Regions from separate parts of the Pan troglodytes genome. Here region 1 is linked to region 2. A link is a contact called in public HiChIP or PLAC-seq data. All regions are on one chromosome and are shown on one strand. Each heading gives the region's core, a stretch centred on a gene start, on an enhancer-like site or on the middle of the called end of the contact. The rest is flanking DNA. Distances are from core to core; before and after follow the strand shown. Region 1 holds the start of AAAS (aladin WD repeat nucleoporin). Region 2 holds the start of MAP3K12 (mitogen-activated protein kinase kinase kinase 12).

Region 1 (4,852 bases), core at 2,191-4,690, 180 kb before region 2:
CCATCACGGCTCACTGCAGCCTCAATCTCCTGAGCTCAGGTATTCTTGCCTCGGCCTCCCGAGGAGCTGAGACTATGGGTGCACACCATCATGCCCAGCTAATTTTTAAATTTTTTGTAGAGATGGGGTTTCAGTGTGTGTGTGTGTGTGTGTGTGTGTGTGTGTGTTAAGACGGAGTCTCACTCTGTCACCCAGGCTGGAGTGCAGTGGTGTGAACTCGGCTCACTGCAACCTCTACCTCCTGGGTGCAAGCAATTCTTGCACCTCAGCCTCCTGAGTAATTAGGATTACACACGGAGTTTCACCACATTGGCCAGGCTGGTCTCGAACTCCTGACCTCAAGTGATACACCCGCCTTGGCCTCCCAAAGTGCTGGGATTACAGGCATGAGCTTCCGCGCCCAGACTATCACTGCATTTTTAGATGAGAGAACAAAGGTGTGAAGAGGCAAATTAATATGAACAAGGTAATCTAAGTAGACAGTAGCAGTCAGGATTCAACCATCTATCTACCCCAGAACCTATACTCAAACCACTTTTTCCTGAATGAGTAATATGATCATTCCTTAAAGTGAACCATCCAGAGAAGCAGATTTGGAGAGAGAAATAAAGAGACTGGATTTGAGCATGCTGAATATATGAAGTCTGCGAAATATTCAAGCAGGATAATTTGGTAAACACGTGAACACCAGGTCTGATGCATCGACTGGAAATCTAGCCCCAAGAACACCAACATTTAAGGGACATCAGGAAGAGGAGCCACCAAAAAGCCTGAGAAGCAGCAGCCACAGAAGTAGGAGACAAGGAGCCTGGGAATGAATGGCTTTTCAACAAACTGATATTCAACTTCACACACACAGGCATGCCCATTAAACTGTACTGAAGTACCAAAGATCAAAGCTTGACAGCACATGTGTTGGAAAACAGGCACTCCCATACACTGCTGGTGGGACCATATACATGTACGATTTTGACAGAGGGCTATTTGGAACAGCTCACAAAATTACAGATGAACATACCCTCTGAGCCAGCAACTTAATTTCTAGGAATTTATCCTACAAATGGCAATGGTATTAATAAAAATATTAAGTAACCCTTTTTTTTTTTTTGAGACAAGGTCTCACTCAGTGCCACTGCACTGGCACAATCTTGGCTCACTACAACCTCCACCTCCCAGGCTCAAGTGATCCTCCTATACATAAGCCTCCCAAGTAGCTGGGAATAAAGGTGCATGCCACCATACCCAGCTAATTTTTGTACTTTTCTTGTAGAGAAAAGAACATGGTTTCGCCATGTTCCCCAGGCTAGTCTCAAACTAAGCTCAAGCAATCTGCTGGCCTCAGCCTACCAAAGCGCTGGGATTATAGGCGTGAGTCACTGCGCCTGGCATAAATAACCCTTAAAGGAATTAATATGTGCCATTAATAGGTCCAGGTGCAGTAGCTGTAATCTCAGCACTTTGGGAGGCCAAGGCAGGCAGATTACCTGAGGTCAGGAGGCCAGACCACCCTGGCCAACATGGTGAAATCTCATCTCTACTAAAATACAAAAAGTTAGCTGGGCGTGGTGGCACATGCCTATAGTACCAGCTACTCGGGAGGCTGAGGCAGGGGAACTGCTTGAACCAGAGAGGCGGAGGCTGCAGTGAGCCGAGATCGCACCTCTGCACTCCAGCCTGGCAACACAGCAAGACTCCGTCTCAAAAAAAAAAAAAAAAAAGAAGAAAATGAGCCGGGCGCGGTGGCTCACGCCTGTAATCCCAGCACTTTGGGAGGCCAAGGCGGGCACATCATCTGAGGTCGGAAGTTCAAGACCAGCCTGACCAACATGGAGAAACCCTGTCTCTACTAAAAATACAAAATTAGCTGGGCGTGGTGGCGCATGCCTGTAATCCTAGCTACTCGGGAGACTGAGGCAAAAGAATCGCTTGAACCTAGGAGGTGGAAGTTGCAGTGAGCTGAGCACACCACTGCACTCCAGCCTGGGCAACAAGAGTGAAACTCCATCTCAAAAAAAAAAGAAAAAAGAAAATGAAACCAGGTAGTGCAGCTCCACTCCTACAAGTGCAAAGTGGATGACCTATGTAGGAGATTATTCAGTGCAACCTTATATCTGATCTTGCTGAGCTTTAGTTAAAAGCTCAGAAGTGGTAATGACATGAGGTGGGGGCAGGGAGCAGGTTCACCTAATCAAGCCAGAAAGCAAGGCAAGTTACTAGAGATGAAATGGAAGTACTTTTTCCATAGTGTTCCTGGGAAGGGCAAGGAAGGGAACCTGACATTTATTGAGCATTTAAGTTCTATAATAAGGACTAAAAATTTCATATGATTTAGGATATACAGCTCTCATGGAGACAGCCTGAATAAAAGTCTTTTGAAGAACACCCCAAGGTAAAGGGGTGGTGACTCATTTTCCAGGATCTGCAGACTGTGACCCAGGAAACCCTTTGCCATGCCTCACCAAATGTTGATGCATCTCTTCCACACTTGCTCCCGGTGATGGATGAAGGCAGTTCTTGTGCCATGGTCCAGCCTTCCAGGGGTCTTTAGGGGATCCTTGGTCAGTTGTAGGACAGGAAGATTGATCCACTATAGCACAAAAGTGAGGGGTGTGACGGTGAGTCAGTCTCTTCCCAAATCTTTAATTCCGTGCCATCTCCAACCCACCGCTGGGCTAAGTATAAGAGATTCCAGAGGTCTGTTTCCCATTTCCACAAAGCTAACACTTGTGAGAATGGGAAACAAGTCTTAGCTCCCGTATCTGTGCAACTAGAATAATATTTCATAGGGTTGCTGTGATTATGAAACCATATAACATTTTTAGAAAACACCTGAATCAGCCTCTTTCTTACATAGCAAACGCTCAATAAATGTCAGTTTCCCTTCCTTGTCCTTCCCAGGAACACCATGGAAAAAAGTTCCATGTTGTATCCTTCTGATCCTCCCCAGATACTGTCCCCAACTTTTAGATAGTTCTCCCGCATCCTCACACTCCCTAGATTCTCCCTCATTCTCTCCAGGCCTCCCCCACAGCTCCTTAACCGTTCCCCCGTTATACTCCAATCCCAGTCCTAAAACAGATTCCAGCCCTTCTAGTCTCCTGCCGGGACCAAGCTGTTTCCACTCCGCCAGACTCTGTGACCCTGCCCCTGTCACACTGCCTCCTTTCCCCAGTAGTCCCCGACTCCGCCCCCATGCCTGTAGGTCTCCTCCCTCCTCGCCCTGGCCACCTGGCCCCGGAAGTCGGGGGGCGGGCTCTCATAGCTACTGCCCGTCACCAGCTCGTTATTGTGCTCATATAGGGTGACTTGACCCCGAGGCGGTGGAGGAGGGAACAACCCCATAGAGCACATCTTGCCGGTTCGCAGGACGTCTGCAGTCGGCAAACTCCTGGCCGGAACGGCACAGACCGCACTCCCGCAACTCGGTTCCCGGGCTAGATTCGTATGCGGACGGGTAGCCGCAAGGGACAAACGGCGAGGCGGAACTCAACGGAAGTGAAGAAAAGACGAACGGGAAAGAAGGACGAGTACGCGGTCCCGGGACAGACCGCCAAAGCTTCTTCCTGCGCCCCCTGGCGGCCGGAGGGGGAGCAGCGCGGACACGTCCCCCGGCCAACCGTTGGTTACCAGACTGGAGTGGGGTTTTTTTCTGTTGTTTTCCATGAGACTACCGTTTTTCCCAGCTCCGAATTCCCGAACACCTTCTCCCACTCACTATCTTAGCGCTTAGAAAGCCCGAAATAAGCCACATTCAGGGAAGTACCAAATTAACCCTCCCAGGCCTGTGGATCACCCAGAGGAAAATACAGGCTATGTCACAGGCAGCTGGCTGGAAAGCTGAGGGAAAAGCCTCAGAGAGGAGGAACAGTGCTGCACCCACACGGTTAGGCGTCCTGGAAAGGGAGGTGGGGACGGTTGGAAAACTAACATTTCCTGCCAGGCGCGGTGGCTCACGCCTGTAATCCCAGCACTTTGGGAGGCCGAGGTGGGTGGATCATCTGAAAGGAGTTCGCAGACTAGCCTGGCCAACATGCTGAAAACCCCATCTATACTAAAAATACAAAAATTAGTCGGGCGTGGTGGCGGGCACCTGTAATCCCAGCTAATCGGGAGGCTGAGGCAGGAGAATCTCTTGAACTCCGGAGGGGGAGGTTGCAGTGAGCCAAGATCGCACCATTGCACTCCAGCCTGGGTAACAAGAGGGAAACTTCGTCTCAAAAAGGAAAACTTTATTTTATTTTATTTTTTTGAGAGACAGGGTCTCGCTCTATTGCCCAGGATGAAGGCAGTGGTGTTATCTCAGCTCACTGCAACCTCTGCCTCCCCGGTTCAAGCGATTATCCTGCCTCAACCTCTGGAGTAGCTGGGATTACAGGCATGCTTCACCACGCCCAGCTAAGTTTGTATTTTTAGTAGAGACGAGGTTTTACCATGTTGGCCAGGCTGGTCTCAAACTCCTGACCTCAAGTGATCTGCCTGCTTTGGCCTCCCAAAGTGCTGGGATTACAGGCCTGAGCCACCTTGCCGGGCTGCAAAACTATTTCCTGAGCACTTGTTACGATAAGTGCTTTTATAATCTTTACAACCCCATAAGGTGGGTGCTGTTCTGTCACCATGAGGAAAGTGAGTCACAGAGAGATTGGACCTAGATACACCCAAACCAGTTATTCTCACTTAAGAATAAAAGTGAGGCTGGGTGTGGTAGCTCACACCTGTAATCCCAGCACTTTGGGAGGCCGAGGCTGATCTCTTGAGCCCAGGAGTTCAAGACCAGCTTGGGCAAAATAGCAAGACCCTGTATCTACAAAAAATTCAAAAGTTAGCCAGCGTGGTGGTGGCAAGCGTCTTTAGT
Region 2 (4,407 bases), core at 1,618-4,117:
ACGGGATGGGCATTTTTAAAAATCTGGAAGAATAAATACCAAAGTATAACAACAGTTTCTAGGTAGGTGGAATTGTGAGTGTTTTAATTTTCTCCTTTGGGTTTACGTATATTCCTAGTATTTCAGTAACAACTTTGAATTGCTTTTAAAGTAAGACATAAAATTTAAATTGTAAAAGAGAAAATACGATTGATGGACTGCTCATGCATTCCTTCACTTAGCTTATTAGGACAATTGTGCAATAGGGAGAGGGTAGGTAGTAGAGGAGAGAACACAGGCCTCAAAATCAGAGTGGCTTCCTGAGGTCTTGTCTCTGCTCCTGGCCAGTTGGGTGACCTGGCCTGAGACTTTTCAACAAACCTCAGTTTCTTCATTGCTAAACGGGGACAGTGGTACCTATGTCCCACAGTGGCAATGCAGTACATAATGTGGTGGGTAAGAACACAGGTTCTGGGTTACACAGACCTGGATTCAAATCCTACCTCTTGCCACATACTAACTTTTTTACTTTAAACAAATTACTTAAGTTTCAGTTTTCTCCTCCATCAGAGATGATGATAACACTATCTCACTTGGTCTTGTTACGGGCATGATTAAGACAATCAAAATAAAGTTCTTGGCCCAGGACCTGGCACACAGGAAGCTCTCTATAAGCATTAGCCATATGGAAAGTGCCTAACACACACTTGTAAGTTTTTTATGAATGTGATTCCCTTCCCTTCTTTCCCTTGTTCTCTTTCTCAAAGCAAGTGCCAGTAGGGAGGGTACGGGTGGAAAGGGAGGTGGAGAAACAAGAGGGAAAAAAAGACCAAAGAATGAAGAAACCAAAGGGCAAGGGCTCTATCCTGAATGATCTTTAGCCTCCTCTGGAATCTGGTCACTGTCACAGTCTCCTCACCTTCTCCACGCACACATATGACCCCAGTCCTTCTGGGAGCCAATGAACCAGACAGACCAGTCTCTGTGGCCAGGCCCTCATGAAGCCCCTATGTCCCCTGCTGGCATCATCTCAACAGCATCCTTCTTCCCAGCATCACCTCAGTCAACAGTGTGAGTGAATGCATGAGTGGCTGGCGTGAGGGGCAGACATTTCCACCTCACTGGAAGAAGCATGGCAGCTGGGGGTCCCAGGGCTTGACTGGTGTAGGGCTGAGGACCTGAATGTAGGGGTGATCTCCAGTCCACCCTAGCAAGGACTTCTTACAGGGTTGATTCCTTCTTTCTCTCCAGATCCAGGCAGGGGAGAGGGAGGACTGTGCATTACGAGAGTCCGGGCTGTGAGTGGTAGAACCAAGAGTCCTCTTCCTAGAAAAGCCCGATCCTACCACAGTGTCACCACGAGGGGAAAAGCAATTGGTTTTTAGAAGGGTTCTGCCCTCTTCAGCTATAAGGAAGCCTAGGAAATCCTGAGCCATGTCTAACTTCTTGCCTCCTCTGTCCATAACTGGGATGGATATTTAGCTGGTGTCTCCATGTTGAGCTGGGGTTTTCCTAACATTACCCCAGTTGACAATGGGAGTGAATGGATGAATGATACGCTTGAGGGGACACACTTTTTTTCACCTGTAAGTGTGAGATAGGAGGGAGTGGGGCCCTAAAGCTCAGAGAAACTTCAGTGTCTGGACAGGAAGGCTCAGGGGGCACTTGAGTCCTATCCTTCCTAAATCCTTTCTGTTAGCCTTAGCTTGGTAGGACCCTCTGGCTGAAACTCAAAGCTCCTAGAGCAATGGAGTCCACCTTGAGAACTGCAAGGGAAATGTGTTTAGAGGGATGCACTGACTGTGGCTTGAGACGACTCTGGGTGGGGTGAGGAGACCTCATGTGCACTCCCTTCTGATTGGAGGCCACTCACCTACGCTCCTCTGAAAAAGGCAGCAGATGAGCATCTACAAGGTAGGACTCCTCTCTTAATTCTAAGGGACACCTCACTGTTTCCTCCCACTGTCTACAGAGCCTTGACTCTTCCCTCCTCTCAGTCAAGGCCTTGGTTACCAGCAAGTCTCAACTCTTGTTTATTTTTAAGCCAATGAGTTTGAGGAGTGTTTGTGGGAAAGGGAGGAGGTTTTTGGAGGGCCTGACTGGGGGAGATGGGTTAGGGGAGCCAGAGGAGATGGAGAGAAAGAGGAGGGAGAAACCCACAAGTGAATGGGGGAGGGGAGGATGCAACAGCTGGATGGAGGTGAATGCCACAGCTGGAGGTGAATGCCACAGCTGGAGGGGATTAGGAGGATCACAGCTTGAAGGGGAGGGGGACCAACGCCTGGGCATGCAGGAACAGGTGCTCTCTGACTAATCTTCAGGTCCAGCCTGCTAAGTGTGTGTGTGTGTGTGTGTGTGTGTGTGTGTGTGTGTGTGTGTGTGTAGATGGTGGGTATATCAGTCCTTGCCCTTCCTTTCCTTCCCTAGAGGGGGCCAAAACTCTCCCTCCTCCTTCCCTCTCTCTCTTCCTGAGGATGAGTGGGAGGAGATGTTCTCTTGCCCTCTGTCCTTTAAGTCTGTCCCCCAATCATCCTCCACCCCACCCCAATACGGTCCTTTCCAGCTCTGGAGGCCCTTCGTCTCCAAGCTGGGCCGCGGCATCCCTCCGCTCCATTCCCTTCCTTCCCAGCCCCACAGGCGTCGGGTCCAGGTCCCCAGTTCCTCCATCCCCACAGCCTCAGCATCCCCACGCCATCACCCCGCACCAGGCCACATCTGCATCCCGACCCTCCCTCCACGCCCGGATCCCAGGACCCAGACCCATCCCTGCCCCCCACCCCCCCACAACTCGGCCAGGCTCTCACCTCGGGGGCTCCGCGGCCGCAGCACAAAAGGCGGCGCTGCTGCAGCTCCGCTCCGGATGCTGCTCCCGCCTCCTCCTCCTTCTCCTCCTCCTTCCCTCCTCCCCCCGCTGCCCTCCACCGGACCCGGGGCGCTGTCACAGGCGATGCTCGTGCGGTGTCCGGATGCACGGGTGTCAGCTTCAGCTTTCTGCCCCCACCCCCCGACCCCTAGCCCCGTCCCTGCTCGGCTTGAACTCCCGCTCCTTCCAGGGCCCCCGCCCCTGGCCCCCCGGGACGGACACGCCCTGAGCGGGGGATGCTGCGATGGAGCCGCCGGCCTCTTAAAGGAGCCCGCTGCTGCCATCCGGCGCGCTCCAGGCTCGTACCTGGCCCGCCTGGGCCCCGCGCCTCCCTGCTGGCGGTGTCCTATGGAGGTCCCACCTCAGGCCTCAGGCTGATTCCACAGGAACCCCCTATGACCCGTCTTATAGACTCCTTTCTACATCGGAGAGAGCAGCCCCTCAGTTGGGATCCCTAGCGCTCTGGCATTGCTCCCCCTATCATACCGATCTTGCCAGCTCTCCTTCCCTTGATTGTCACCACTCACTCCAATTTCACCCACTTGGAATTCACTCGGCTCTAGGCCCCATCCTCCTCCAGTGTTCCTGGATGACCCCTCATTATCATTTCAAGATTCCTCTGGACCTCCAACCCCGGCTCAGAGTAAGACATCTTTCTTGACCCCTTCTCAGAACACTCATTAGAACCTTTTTTTTTTTTTTTTAATGTGGTCTCTCCCTTTCTCTCTCCAAGGTCACAAGATTTCCCTCAGCCCAGTGGTTGTGCAACTTTGGGGGAGGAGGCAATGGGGCTCTAGGACTAAACAATGCGCGTCTGCTCAACACCCAGATCAGTTGATTAATCTTAGGCGGCCAAAATTCACTTTTGCTCTCTTCAGCTGAGAGACCCAAGACTCATGGAAGAGGGAACAAGACCACCAGGTGCCTAGTCCTTCTAATCCTGTCGTCCCACATTACAGCCTGATTATCAGGCCCCAGAGGTTTCCTCGCCAGTTAAAGAGAGGTTCACTAGAGCGGTTCTAAAAAGGTTTCACAAAAGAAGCAACACCTGAAGGGAGGTGAAGGACGACCTAGGAAAAGGAAGCAAGTTCTGTGTCACGGAGGCCCAAGGGCAAGGGGCTTAGGCTGTGGGTTGAGGGGACTGTCTGAGACGGACTTAAACCTGCACCAGCTCCAGAGCCCTGCGGAAACAGAGATCGGTCCCCTCCGGCGTCTAGGTAAGGCCCACCCTCCCAGACCGCAAAGAGCCAGGATCCGACGGCAGCCTCTCCGGACCAATCACAACCTTCCTTCATCAAGGAGGCGGGGTCGGGGGGGGCTGACTTTTCCTTGTCTCCGCCCCTTTAGTCGAAGTAACCAATCTCAGTGCACCTAGGGGAAGTAATCGCAATGGGAGTAACCAATGACGCCATGAAGCTTCTCGTGCGTGCTTGACCCTGCCTCTCCAGCTGCGACAAAGATGGCGCGCGGGCTCTTGGGTTCTGTAGTTTTCTCGCGATCCAAAAGGCTCCGTGCCCAAGTGAGTCCTTACCGCCTCCCTACCCAGCGGCTTCCCCTCCGCTAGT

What was found. HiChIP or PLAC-seq counts read pairs in DNA pulled down with a chosen protein or histone mark.
Region 1: an H3K4me3 HiChIP or PLAC-seq map of stem cell-derived excitatory neurons shows a contact between it and region 2, with 8 times the contacts expected there. The contact joins the promoter of AAAS here to the promoter of MAP3K12 in region 2. A contact is called at or near these places in 2 of 7 Hi-C or Micro-C datasets (induced pluripotent stem cells and stem cell-derived neural progenitor cells) and 1 of 1 datasets of contacts at active chromatin or transcription factors (stem cell-derived excitatory neurons).

What each region holds. Positions count from the first base shown.
Region 1 is chr10:42,543,703-42,548,554 of NHGRI_mPanTro3-v2.0_pri, reverse strand. AAAS (aladin WD repeat nucleoporin) reads right to left here and starts at 3,440. Exons shown (of 16, transcript NM_001246431.2): 1 at 3,229-3,440; 2 at 2,460-2,587. The coding sequence starts at 3,351.
Region 2 is chr10:42,360,950-42,365,356 of NHGRI_mPanTro3-v2.0_pri, reverse strand. MAP3K12 (mitogen-activated protein kinase kinase kinase 12) reads right to left here and starts at 2,867. Exons shown (of 15, transcript XM_509099.9): 1 at 2,784-2,867. TARBP2 (TARBP2 subunit of RISC loading complex) reads left to right here and starts at 3,553. Exons shown (of 9, transcript XM_003313655.5): 1 at 3,553-4,407.